Regions from separate parts of the Rattus norvegicus genome. Here region 2 is linked to region 1. A link is a contact called in public HiChIP or PLAC-seq data. All regions are on one chromosome and are shown on one strand. The core of a region is the stretch at or near the end of the contact, and the rest is flanking DNA. Distances in the headings are between cores, read along the strand shown.

What was found. HiChIP or PLAC-seq counts read pairs in DNA pulled down with a chosen protein or histone mark.
Region 2: a contact with region 1 is called in an H3K27ac HiChIP or PLAC-seq map of oligodendrocytes, with 5 times the contacts expected there. The contact joins the promoter of Zranb2 here to the promoter of Negr1 in region 1.

Annotation. Positions count from the first base shown.
Region 1 is chr2:248,279,177-248,286,417 of GRCr8, forward strand. It overlaps Negr1 (neuronal growth regulator 1), which reads left to right and starts at 4,300. Exons shown (of 7, transcript NM_021682.2): 1 at 4,300-4,544. The coding sequence starts at 4,387.
Region 2 is chr2:249,229,036-249,236,276 of GRCr8, forward strand. It overlaps Zranb2 (zinc finger RANBP2-type containing 2), which reads left to right and starts at 2,975. Exons shown (of 10, transcript NM_031616.2): 1 at 2,975-3,260; 2 at 5,118-5,170; 3 at 5,262-5,370; 4 at 6,327-6,409. The coding sequence starts at 3,205.

The DNA of each region.
Region 1 (7,241 bases), core at 3,050-5,549:
TGTATATGTGTGTGTATGTGTGTGTATGTATGTGTGTCTGTGTGTGTGTCTGTGTGTGTGTCTGTGTGTGTGTATGTGTGTGTGTATGTGTGTGTCTGTGTTTGTGTGTCTGTGTGTATATGTGTGTATGTACGTGTCTGTGTGTATCTTTGTGTACGTGTGAGTTGGGGGGGAGGTTAACTACACAGATGTTTATAATTGTGACCTCTGACCGAATGTTCAGTTCTTAACTTGGAATGGTTCTGTGAGGCAAGATACTTAGTGATGTTGGAGAATGATAGTGCAGTCACCCTGTCCTGGTGCTGATAACTTTTATCTGCTGAGGCCACAGAGCTCCTGAGCATTTGCCAAGGCCATCCTAGTTACCTGGTTCCAAACTTCTAAGGGGCTCGGCTGAGAATCTCTAACAATTCCCTAAAGGTGTTGTTGTTGGTGGTTTGTTTTTAATGTTTTACAGTGTATTAAAAATGCCTCAAACTTAAGCCTGTTTGTTTAACTCAAAATGAATCACTGGGCAAGTGATCGAGCAGTTAGCCTGGCTTTCACTTAGATGCTAGGTCCTGCCCTGCCTAAAATTCTCCATGCACAGAGACTAGTGAGCTGGGAGTTGAAGCTGGCTTCACTCACCATCAACAAAAAACAAATAAAGCAGTTACTTTCTGCCCTATGTTTTATAATAGTGATCTCATTTGCACTATTGAATCTTAAAACAAAACTCTAAAGACCTTTTATAACAGTCTCCTTTCCAGGACCATTGAGTGTTTAAAAACATAAGTCATAGGCATGAGGAGAGACCAATGGACAAGTGCTGGTCATCACCACTTGGCTCCACATGGCTGTTCTGAATCAACTCCATATCGGTCATTTGATTTCTTTAGAAATAGCGAGACACATGCTTACAAAGTAAGACACAGCATCTCTGTCAGCTTCTATAACATCTGACCAGGGTTCCATCCCATGAAACCCCATCAGGTCACCAGACATTTGAAGATAGTGTGGCCTTTTATTCTACCTGTTTCATTTTCTTTTTTTTTTTTTTTTTTTGGTTCTTTTTTTTGGAGCTGGGGACCGAACCCAGGGCCTTGCGCTTCCTAGGTAAGCGCTCTACCACTGAGCTAAATCCCCAGCCCCCTGTTTCATTTTCTTACTTGGTTTTGCTCTAGAACCAAGAATTCCAGAATTTATATCTCTACTGGGATGGATTCTGAGACCTCAGAAGCAAATGCTGGAAACCTAAAAAAAAAATCCCCTCAGATATGACCCCTCAGAAGGGTCAAAAGGTAAGCCACAGTCACATGAGGTTAAACTTACTTCCCATTTCCCCGTTTAATCAGAGGACAGTATAAACGTGCTGGGATAGAGCAACTGCCCTGCATGCATTCCTTAACTGTGCCAGACTTACAAAAAAATTCTAATATCCTGAAGAGTTAAATTGGGGTTCTTTCATTTGTTCTTTCATTTCCAACATTGATCACCCTGGTTTCCCCTTCACTTTTACCTGGATTGGTTCTGTAAGAGTTAAGTGTTTTCTGATCATTGACTAGAAGCCCAGATAGAAACTAGAAACAGGAAGGGAAACTCATTGCCTTTAAATAGAAGTGGCTCCAGTTTCGGTTTACAAGCCTGAAGGGTTGTTGTACATATTAAAATTGCTGCAGAGCTCACTCCTTGGCCACAGAACACCCCCCCCCCACACAATCCCATCCAACGCCGCCCCCCTCCCTCCCATCACCGCTGAAGATGTTAGTCTCTGGGGAAAGCAGTTAGGAAAGAACGTCTTTCAGTGGCTTGTACTCGAAGGCACTGGCTCTTCGATCACTGCATACAATATCATTAAACTTTGGCTCAATGCCAGAAGCTGAGCCTTCTGCCTCTTTTCATTGGCGTCTAGTTTATCGATAGCGAAATAATACCGCATGGAACTAGTTGGCCAGGTAGTGGGAAGTCAAGTCTTCTAATACCTCGTTTGTCCTAGATAATTTTAAGCTTTATCCAGAGTGCGCTGCCAAGAATGTTAAATGAAGTACACAAGAGGAGAGCTTTAGGTATCTGGCACCAATATTAGTGGGAGGCTGTCATTTGACAATAATTTCCCTAGCACAGCAGACGGTAAAGAAAAATGTTTTCATTCATCCGCAAATGACTAACATTTTATTGATGTTTCGAAATGCGGCTGAATACTACCGCACTTTCAATTCCCGAGCGGGTTCTGAGAATTAAGCCTGAATACTAATCAGATCAGTAGCTCCTGCAAAAAAACCTCTTGGTTAATTGCTGTGCCTCACAGGGAATCTTCTGCAGGGTAGTGATGTTGTTTAGAGGCTCCTGGATAAGTCGGTTTGGGTGGTCTCGGGCGATGTGAGTTGTTGGCCCTACCCCATCTATCCTTAAGACACTGTGATAAATAAAAATAAAAAACAAAAAGCCACCCTGGGTACCACCAACAACTACGACTCCTGCCTGCCTCATCAAGAACTCAGTCTGGGGAGGAAGCCGGATGCTGACCCCTGCAGAGATCCTTGCTTCAGTGCGCTCTACTGCGGCGCCCTGCAGGCGTTGAGAAAGAAGGAGTTCAAATGAGCATCAGTGAAAGACGAATGTGTTTTGTAAATACCACTACTGGCAGGAGGGGGGGGGGGTGGACCAAGTGGGGAGGGTAAGTTATTTCTAACCACCAGCTTCCCAAACTCTTCACGGGCACTGGAACCGCTGTTCTGGATTCAGATTCTCTCATTGATTTGCAAATCGCCTGGAAGAGCTCTAGGATCTTAATGCTAAAAATGAGTGCCAGAAGGGGGCGGAGTGGGGGGGGGGGGAGAGTGGACTATGGGATGACCCTGTGCTTTGTACCCAGTTTTGCCTTGACCTGGGCGTCGGCTAGCAGACGGCCAGGGCACTGCTTGCAGCTTGAGGGGTTGAGGTTACTGCTCAAAGGAGGCAGGTTCAACCCAGCTGGTAGTCGGTGAAAAAAAAAATAATACACAGGGACTCCTTAAAGCCGAGGAATGCCTTGGCTTCAACCTAATGCGCGAGTCTTCCGCCCAATAGGCTCAAATGGGTTAAACTGCCTCTTACATAACAGAACCGCCTAGCTCCACACAATTAAAACACTGATTGCAGCCTCCTCCAACTCTGCATCCCAGCAAGGCCCGCCCATCCCTCCCATTGCGCCTGCGTGTCGCGCGCTCCCGGGCCCCGCACGCGCCCTGTACACTGTCTCCCTCTCACAAGTGCACACTCTGTGCTGACACCACACGCTCACACACACTCATGCGCAAGTTAGAATCAAGACGCACAGAGAAGGGCAGGCGTTCTCCAGTTCGCACAGGCGGACTCACACACGCACTAGCTTTCGGTCCGCAGGCCTGAATAGTGTTCCCGCAGAGCGGCAGTGCTGCCACAATCCCCGCTCATCTCCAAAAGAGGGTGAAAAGACATAAGCACTGTAAAGAAAAATAAGGAAGGGAGGGGAGGATAGAGAGAGGGGAGAGAGAGAGAGAGAGAGAGAGAGAGAGAGAGAGAGAGAGAGAGAGAGAGAGAGAGAGAGAGAGAGAGAGAGAGAGAGAGAGGCTAGCTGGCAGTTTCTTAACAGCGCTACTAGCTAGTCAGGATTAAAAAAAAAAAAACCCATACAACAAGACAACAACAACAAAAAAGCCAACTCACTCACAGTCTTGGGCGTCATGATGGCGCCGACCCCAACTTGAGCACTTTAAAGTCGGGGGCCCGGGGAGCTGAAAGAACCGGAGGGCCGGCCTGGCCCCCATGCCCTGACTTCCCAGCCCCGCGGCTCGCAAAGCTCTCTAGCTCGTGCTGTCAAGCCGGACTAGACCTCGGCGTATCCTCAGTCGCCCTAGCTTCCCTGTCCCTCTCCTTCCCTCTTTTTGATGTATCTCTTTCGCTTCTCGGCCCCCCTCCCAGCTTGGTCCTCCATCCCCGGGCGGGGTTGCTACGGAAACGGCCGCTTGGCAACGCGCGCGAGCCCGGGGGCCGCCGGCCGCTGCTGCGCCCCGCGCTGCCTGCGCCGCCTCCCGCGCTCTGCTCGCCGCCTCGCAGGACGGTGTGCGGCCGCCAGGGATTAGCTACGCTCCGGACGCGGCCCGGCGCCCCGAAGGAGGTGGAGCGCGGTGCCAGGGGGCGGGAGGGGAGGGAGGGAAGGCAAGCTGCAGAGAAGCAGAAAGGAGGCGAGGCCGGGGAAAGAGGGAAACTACGCCCGACAACTAGGGAGGGGGCGAGAAAGAGAAGAAACCCACCCACCCACTCAGAAAAAGGAAAAGAGGAAAAAAAATCTCGTGTGGCGCGCCGCCTGGTTATCGGGCAGCCTCGCCAGCAGCAGGGGGTGGGAGCCGACGCTGCCGGAGAGCGAGCAGCCTGGCAGGCACGGACATGGTGCTCCTGGCGCAGGGCGCTTGTTGCTCGAACCAGTGGCTGGCGGCGGTGCTTCTGAGCCTGTGCTCTTGCCTCCCGGCTGGGCAGAGCGTGGACTTCCCCTGGGCGGCCGTGGACAACATGCTGGTGAGGAAAGGTGACACGGCGGTGCTCAGGTAGGGACCGCGCGCCCTCTCCACACTTGCCTCAGTCTGTCTTTCCGTCCCTTTCCCTCTCTGCACCTTGCTTTACTGCGAGCGTGAATCCTGCTGTTGCTCACGAGCAAAAACACCACACCTCAGGCTAGCCACGCATGACCCTTCCCGGGCTCCCGGACCCCGGGGCAGGGGACTGGTTGGATTAGGGAGAGAGGGAAAGCTTTCTAGGCTGCCCGGGGTTAGGGAGTATGGGGTTTGAAGGAGGGGCAGGTGCCACTTTGTAGCTGGGTCTCCGCTCTGCTGCCAGCAGTACTCCAGGAGTCTGACAAGTTTACAGGGCTTGTTTCTGCTTCACTCCGTAAGCGACTTTTCTCAACTGCTGGCTCTGTGCTCCATTTATTTTCCCTCTCACTTGAACAGTAAGATCCAAATATTCCATTCAGCTTTCTCCCCCTCTTGTAGCTATTCTCCTTCCTTGTTTTTCTCTTCCTCCTTCCCCTATCCAGTTTGTCCAACTCCCTCTTCAGTCACCCCATTGCCTCCTGTCTCCTGTTTACCCCTATTCTATTCCTTTTCCACTGTTTTGCCCTCACCTTAGGTCCTGTCATTCCTTATTCCCCGTTTCTCCAGATTTCCCTTTCCACTAATTTTTGTTCCTCACCATAGCCCCGGTCTTCCCCTCCCAGACCCTCATCTGTCTTTAGCTTTGCCTCCCATGCACTTTTCTGTCACACCCACACTGAAGGTCCAGTACCATTTTCAAATCCCATAAATCTCGATTTTATGAGCACACTCCCTCTCAGCTCTTCTGTCCTCTCACACACTGGCACTTCCCTCCTGTAAGGAACACTTCACACTCAGATTCTCCCTCAGTGTTTAAAGGGTGAACTCCACACTCACCACACACGTGAACGCCCCCGCCCCACACACTTCCCTTCCTCTTCTCTCTTTAGTTTTCCCTCTTGTTTTCCTCTATTTTCACTGAGCTGAGCGTGTGGACAGAGTGTTTGTCGTGAAAGGACCCACCCCCCAACCTGTTTTCCCAGAAAGCACACTGCTAAGTGTGCCCAGGGAAGATTTCCTTTCCAATTAGATATAAATTGATGACCAGTAATACTTAAGAGCTAAACAGGGTTCCCTGCCCTGCCTTACTCCTTCACTTCCCATAGAACCACCTACCCCTCCCAACCTGGTTTGCTTTGCCAATCTCCCTGAAAGATCTTCGCTCTCTCCACTGGGTGGTAGTTTGCTTATGAGTACAGATTACATGAAGCCAGTATAATACATGCATGTCTAAGGTGGGGAAGAATGCTTATTTATGATTGAAGCAGGCAACGTTTTAAATTTAATGATGTAGGTTTGAGGTATGACTTAAAGCTTTTTAATTGTTCTTGAGGCCAGTTACACAGATCAGTTCTAATACATGTTAATACCTTGTTTTAAGGACATATTATTTTTTGTTAATTGTCTTGAGAACACAAAAGTAATGGATTTTGCTACAGTATGGTAGAATAACTTTTCATTTTTGACAAAGGCGAGGTGTGCTTTGTCACGGAGCAGATGTGAATTAAACTCCCCTTTATTCACATTATTAGTTTCTTGGTAAGTTTGAACATCAGCTTTAGGTGCAAGCTCGAATTGAAGAAACAGAAATCTGTGTGCATTTGAAGTAGCAAATGGCTAGAGTATGACAAGCGGCACCATTTTCAGCCTGAAGGATTTGATCCCTCACTCACATCCTGGTGAAATACCTTGGCAATTCCTTTCCTAATGAGCAGTTTAATAAGTGTTATGGCCAATTGAAGTATCCGGAGCATGTTCCTACTGTGGTATGTTTCTTGCTTGCTTATAGACTTCAGACCTCATCCTTGTATGACACACTTGAGCTTTATAGCATTTTAGGGAACTCTTGACTCTTGAAACTTCTCAGTGATATTAAGCAATTGTCTACATCTTAAGTACCGTTTTTGTCACTGGAAGCAATTTTATCTGCTTTACTCTTTTCATCAATTTCATAATTCTATATAAATTCTCTAATTATTGAACTTTTTGATCACCCAGGTTTTAGGGACGATTTATGATTTATTTATAGGAGATTGCATGTTCATTAAAACATTGAACATTGCTCTCAGTTCTCTGTGACTTCCTTAGCATCTGGTATTGACTTTGCCCATGGGCTGGTACAGGTGGGCTTGGGAAAGAGCAGATGGTGGCCAACTCAGGGGACATGCTCTCATTAGAAGATATATATATATATGCTATTTTGTTACTCGCTAGAAAAACAAAACTCTACCCTACAAACATGTGCCCCATTCTTATCAAAGAGTGTGAACTAAACACTTAAGAAAACACTTAACAGGTCAATATGACAATTTATTGTCACTTTTTTTTAAAATTATTACAGCACATTCCTTAAAGCATCTTATGGAGAGTAGTGAGATAGCTGTGGGCAGATCTCTCGGAGTGCTAAAGCCTGGGAAATGCAAACATGGCAGTTAGTGATGTAGGTGCTCCAGATTGCTAATGAAGGGCAAAGTCAAAGGTCAGCTGATACACTCCTGTCTCCAAAGTGCCAGGGAGTCGGTTTTTTAAAGAAAAGAATAACAAGCAACTAAAACCTTCCCTTGAGTGGAGCTTGTAACACAAAGGAAACCCTGCCATTTTCCACTGTCTGTCACCTTGTGAATGGTCACCACTGTTTAGCTCACCTAGAGG
Region 2 (7,241 bases), core at 1,725-4,224, 950 kb after region 1:
ACTGAACCTAAATGGAATGATACAGGCTTTTCCATCTTGTGTCTGGATTTCTCAGTTTAATGTGGGTAACATTCACAATGTTCAATGCAGCTTCAATGTCATTCTTACTGTTGCATGTTGCATTTTACTAAATGACTATGTGATTATCTGTTTGCTCTGGCTCCCATTAACAAAATCTGGAAACTTACAACTGGGAGCAACATGAGTAATGACATTATGAACACTGTTATACATACCTTCAGTAGAAACATTTGCAGGGCTTAGGAAACACCCTAAGAAGTTTCAGGGTCATAGTGTATACATGCATTTGTTCAGATTTAGTTGGGTCTGACAAGTATTTTCCAAATTAAAAAAATGCTACTTGACTTGCTCTGGGGTTACATAAAGCTCACTGGATTGAAAATTCCACAAGACAAACCTATTGTAAGCTGAAAATAAATTGAACATGCCTAACTGACTGAGCATAATAACTTTGTGACACTGTACACTATAGAGTATAAGTCCTTCACCCTCATGACAGCTCACTGTTACTACCCAGAATCTCAAGTATATCAATGTCGCTATATTACAAAAAGTTGACAATTCAAACTTTGAAACACCCTGGGTATCATATCCACACCATGATGAAACTAAAATAATATAAATCAATCCATGTGCAGATGAGGACACATTGCCTACAATGTACAATAAGGACTCTGGCCACCCTCTACCCCTCTTCATTCACTTTGATGAATGGATCATAGTTTTACACATTATGGTTTATTTTGTAGTTCCATGACTTGCAGCAACAGAAGACAGAACAGGTTCACTGTTGTCTGTCTTTCTCCATTAACCATATGGAAAACTTAGATAAAACTTGCCCTTATCTGTGGGCAAACTACCACAGAGAGCCAAAGCTTAGTAGTGTGTGTTTGTTGGTTACTTCATTTCATTTTGCTATTTTTCTGTTGTAGCTGGCCAGGCATCTAGCTAGTAAATCTATAGTAAAGGCACAATCAGTAATAATTGAATTAATTTAAAAAACATTTTTCCAGCCATATGAACTGGGGAAATGCATATCTGTGAGCTACCGGTTTGTAAGGAAATACTTAAATGTTTCACAGCTCTCCTCCCACCCAGAGTGAAAGTACAGGAGAAACTATACAAGGAAAGGAAGTCTCCATAGTCTTCCAAGTGTGGCGGAAAAGCATAGCACACTTTCTCTTTCCCTCACCACTTCACCCTTTGTTAGGGCCCTAGTCAAATGCTATAGCTATGACAAGCTGCTAAAAATCCAAGGGAAATCTCTCACAAAAAAGGAATGGGGGAACACTGCAAGACAGACTACATGAGAGGAATCTAAGAAAAAAAGATGGATGGAGAGGTTTGTCCTCCAAATCTAGTATGAATCCAACCAAGTTCTGTGTTCAAGTATCAACTGAGCAAAGCGGGATGGAACTGATTCATGTAATGAACTACAATTAAAAGTATTACTAAGATACTAAAACAATCCAAGTGTTTATATGTAGGACAGACTCAAGACAGCAGGGGCTGGAGAGTTGGCTCGGAGCACTGCTTGCTTTTCCAGAAGTCCACACATGCTGATTCACAACCATCTGTAAATCCAGTTTCAGAGGATCCACACCTTCTCCTGGCCTCTGAGGGCGCCCAGCATGCATGTGGTACACAGACATACATATAGACAAAACAACCATACACATAAAAGCAATTTGTTTAAAGCACAGCAAATACTCAGAGGAGCCAACTGATATAGAACCAGTACTCACACGCCAAGACTGAGCCTGTGATGACAACCAAAGGATTGCTTGCTAAAAGAAAATAAAAATTCTACATTACCCAAGATAAAAATCCAGGGAAAAAAAAAACCCCAGTGATTATACAGTGCCAAATAGCTGGGAAAGTGTGGACAACTATCAAAATAAAATGCAACCAACAGCTTTCAGGTGAGATGATCAAGATGGATATAATTATCAAAGGTGTTACATTAAAACCAAAACAGTTTAACAACGTTTTTCCTGGATGAGCTATATGCTAGAAACCCCATGTAAATGCAAGAACCTGTGTGTATAGATGTTCACGAGTGTTGATCAACAATGGCAAAACATGGGTTTTGTGGGTTAACTATAAGAATAATTGTGACAAAGGGCAGGGTTTGGAGCTTAACTGTCAAAAGAAAGAATTCTGGATATGTATCATTAAAATAAAAGTGAGCTACATGCAACTGTCTGCAAACTCAGAATCTATGCCGAACTAAAAGCAACCCCCTGTAACAGCAGATTATCCCTGTTTCTCACTTTAAAAAATAAGCCTACAGTATATGAACTAAGTCTTTTATAAAGCAAGAGTATAAACCCAAAGGGCCAGTGTTAAATCTGGGGAAAGGTAGTGAGCTGGGGTCAGAAGACACTAGTAATTGTATCAATACTGACAATGTTCTATTCCTAAAACCTTTGGATGGCTCTTCCGTGTTCAGGTCTTATCTCTTACAGATATCAAGTATTTTAAAAGCTAAGTTTTTAAACAACAGCCCAAAAAGGAAAGTTGTCTCCCTTTATTAGAATGACTTTTCCGTCCAAATACTAAGCAACCGGACTACACAAGCCAGGTGGAGCTAAAAGTAAGACTCTGTTTTCTCACAGGAAAAAGCCTAGCGTTTTGACGTGGCCTACAGAACCTGACAGAGGTTCGAAGTGGTATGGACGAAACAGTAAAGTCCGGAGAAACCTGGGCTAGGCCTCGGACTCTGTCCAAAAATAAAAATAAAATATCTTCTCCCAAGACTCGAACCGCCCACCTTATCGCTCGCCCGAGTGAACCCTAGGCAACGCGCAAGCCCGTGGGCTGCCGAGGCTCGCCGAGTCACTTCCGCCTCTGAGCACTTAGCCCCGCCCCGGAAGCGGAAGTGTCTTTCTCTAGGGTCCTTCGGCCTGAGGAGAGCTCTGCTACGATGGCTGCCGTGCCGGGCTGTCCTCACAACGCCTGCTCAGGAACTCCGTGAGGCCGCATCGAGGCCGAGCTTCTGGACCAGCTGCTGACTCTAGGGCGTCGTCTCCGCACTGCTGCTCCAGGCTCGCTGTCAGGCGGTCTGCGTTCTCCCCCACCCCCAGGGGAGGGCGGGTCCGGCGGCGCGCGGACAGCCCGGCGCGAGGCCCCGCGGCTCCGGTGGGGACGTCGCTGCGGGCGGCACTGCTGCTGGCGTCCAAGATGTCGACCAAGAATTTCCGAGTTAGTGACGGGGACTGGATCTGCCCTGACAAGAAGTGAGTGCGTCGGGGCGGCGTGGGTTCGGGGCCGGCAGGGAGGCCCCTGTGAGGGCGGCGACGGGGCCGCGGCCTTTGTGGGGACGGCGGGGCGGTCGCCGCCGGCCTTGAGCGGTCGCGGGCGGCCCGCACGTGACCCCGCGCGGAGCAGAGCTCTCGACTCAGTAGCTTTACCGGGGCTACACGCTGTCGGTCCCTTCCTCGCTGCGGCCGCCGTGCTTTCGGGCCTGACCGTCCCCAGTGACTTGGCTTTTCTCACCCTCCTGCCTAGAGCCAGGAGGCCTGGGCGCGTACGTGGCCGGGAAGCCGGTGTGCTCCGCTTTTGGCCACGGAGATCGTACTGAATAGGTGTCCCTGTTTTTTGTTTGTTTGTTTGTTTTTTTAAACTGATGTACCAGCTCGTGTTCTTGGAAAGCCAGAGCCAGAGCTGAAGGAAACCCGGGTTTACTCTTAGTTCTGTCTACTGCAGAGCATGTAGCTTGAAGTACCTCTGCTAGAAAATACATTGCTCGATTACAGTTAACACCGAAATAACATGGGTGGTGTGTGGAAAGCAAGGAAATGATGTCACTCACATTCACTTGGTTGGTATCTAACTGATGTTATCAGGCTTAAGCACACCAAGTCAGCAGACTAGAACCGAGATCCTCCTGGTCTGTCACTGCAGGGAACTGTGTGACACATTGGAATCCTTCAGAGATTAAGACACTAGCCTCTACCATCTAGGAGACTCTGAAATGTGCTCTGTGTCTTACTGAAAACACCCATATATTATGGGAAGACTCTTCCTTCAAAGTACTGTACACCTAAACTCGGCAGAAACAAAATGTTATTTCTACCGAATATGTAAATCAAGGAGACAGTTTCCAAAACATATTTTTAGTGTGACTTGGAACTTGTGTATTTTTTTAACAGGGAAGAGCAACCATAAAGTTATATGGAGTCATTCAGTTTAGTGTTAGACTTCCATTCACTTATTTATCTCATTCATTTTTAAAATCGGGTGGTGGCTTCTGAAGCATTAAATTAAGTATCTAACATGCTTTAACTGATAAATACTACAGTCGTGCAAGTATATAAAAACTTAAAATATTTAATGTCATAAGGTTACACTTATTAGGTTGGTTGTGTTTTTATTTCTTGTTCTTTGCAGTTTTAGATTTCTTAAATACTGTAAACTCAAATTTCTTTACTACTTAGTTATGTTTTTAGTTAATATAGTCAGTCTTTTTCTTATCATCCCACTTTCTACCTCAAAGAACATTTCATCAATTCTCTGGAGTCCTTCTATACCTGTTCTTTTCTGGTGGAGCCGTCCCTAGGATTTTGTGATTTTTTTTTTTTCCTTCCTTTTTTCTTCTAGACAGAATTTCTCTTGTGTGTGTAGCCAGGGTTGTTCTGAAACTCACAGAGATCTGCCTGCCTCTGGCTCACAACCTCTGACTCACAAGTTCTGTGATTAAAGCTTGTGCCAACACCCAGCTTGAATTTTATGCGTCTTCTAAAACTCATCACATATATTACTTGTACTGAGAGTTCATTTGATACTCCTTTTTGTAAATCTCTCTGGTATCTTGTCTAATTGTTATAGAAGAGTCTGATGACACTTGGAACAAGGGGCTTTTATGTCTAATGATGCATGCAAGTTTGAAGATAGCAAGGTTTGGATCCTGAAGTGGTTCCCATAGCTGTAAAGCACAAGGTTGAGATTTTTACCCAGCTCTTGTTTCTTCCCGCTGAAGCTGATATTAACATGATGGGATAAGCTTGTTCTGTGTTCCAGGGACAGTTTAAAATGTAAACATTTTAAGTATCTAGAAATTAGTACTTGGTAAGTGTTTCTCATTTTATTTTCAGGTGTGGAAATGTAAACTTCGCCAGAAGAACCAGCTGTAACAGATGTGGTCGAGGTGAGTGCTAACGGACAGTTCTCTTAATACTGTGTATGCAGATCATTATTTATTTCCCAGGATTTATGTCAAGTTCTTTGTCTGTTTGCAGAGAAGACAACTGAGGCCAAGATGATGAAAGCTGGGGGAACAGAAATAGGAAAGACACTGGCAGAGAAGAGCCGGGGCTTATTTAGTGCCAATGATTGGCAGTGCAAAACGTATGTGCTTCTGGTTACTGTCTTGTTACTGCAACAAAATGTTCCAATTAACATGACGAACTCTTGCTAATTATGTAAGATGTTATGCTATTTTAATCCAAACACGTATTAATTAATCTAAGTATAGTGTAAGGGAAATTTTAAGTGGTGTCTTTCAGGGGTGTTTCCAGTTGCTGCTGTGGTAGTGGTTAATGAGCTGATAACCAGAGGGCTGGGGGCATTGAAGACACTAGTCTACTTCTTGTTTCTGAATAATTGCATGACTTGGGAATTTTGTTTTGTTTTGTTTTTACTTTTTGTCTCATAATATGAAAGTAACTTGAAAATCATAAGTTGACTACCATAAAAATTGCTTCTTAGATTTCTTTGTTGTTACCTTTTAGGCTTAAGAGGTAGTTTAGCGCTTAAGAGCACTGACTGCCCTTCCAGAGGACCCTAGTTAAATTCCCAGCAGCCACATGATACCTTAAAAAATATACAATATTTTCTTTCAGGTTTAGAGTTTTATTTTGTATTGATTTTTCTCAATCTCCACGGTTTGTGCTATGTAAATATATTCTACATATATGAAAGAGCACTGGACCAGAAAAGCATCTTACATAAAGCCTGGTCCTGTGGATAGACCTTGAACCTATACAGGGAAGTTGTCTTACAAAGTAAGTCACATGATTTAGTGAGCTGCAAAGGATTTCTCATATGGCACTAAGAATAGCAAGCATGTTTGTGAAAGGTGAGACCCATACTCTGTAGATTCAGAAATGATAGGTAGTTTATTTCTAGTTATGTCACTTCTCAGTCTAATTTATATTGAATAGATTATTTTATTTAATTCCTATTATTCCTTAATGAACACTGCTCTGTACTAATTATTTTACCATAATGTTTTTAATAGTATTTTTTCAATGTTTAGGGGCCTTCTGGTTTAATGTTTTTTTGGTTTTGTTTTATAATCGTAGTTGCAGTAATGTGAATTGGGCTAGAAGATCAGAGTGTAACATGTGTAATACTCCAAAGTATGCTAAATTAGAAGAAAGAACAGGTAAGAATAATTATACTACTTTTTCAAGAGAGCATAGGAAAGAAGGGAACCTATCTACTTCTGTTTGGTGTGTGCGTGTGCGTGTGCGTGTGCGTGTGCGTGTGCGTGTGCGTGTGCGTGTGTGTGTGTGTGTGTGTGTGTGTGTGTGTGTGTGTGTTTCTGTTTGAGCCCTAGGTGACATCAGACTCTGTACAACCAAGGATAGCTTTCATTTCTCAGCTTTGCCTCTTCCTGTGTGCTGGTATTATAAGCATATACCACCACACCCTATTTACTGCGGGGTTTTTTCCCCCCTTAACACTCAAAAATTTTTATGTAATAGCTTCAGTTTATGAACTAGTTTTTGTCAGCCTTACACTAACATTTAGGATTCTCAGCTTCCATAAATGCTTTCCTGCCTCCTTCTGCTTGGTGTGCATAGTAGTTAGTAATGATACAGCAATAGCTTAGATCCTAGTGTGACAGAAAGGTAAAGGACATTTTAAAGACAGCCTATAAAGCTTACAAAATAATTCTTAATCTTCAGCCACATTTAGATATCAGAGAAACTTTAAAGCTACAGATTACAAAGCATAAAACTAAATTCTTGTTGTTGTTGGGATTTTGTTTGCATTTTCTTTTTACTGTTTTAAGAATTTTATATGTGCATCGTGTATGTTTTGATCAAATTAATAAGGTAGACATTCACTCATTTCCAGTTTCTCTCCTAATCCCACTATTATGTTCCCTTCTCAACCTCATGTTCCCAATCAGTGTCAATCCCACCCCCCTCCACTGGGTACAATTAGTGCTGCCTTCGTATGTGTAGGTATTAGACCATCTGTCTACTGGA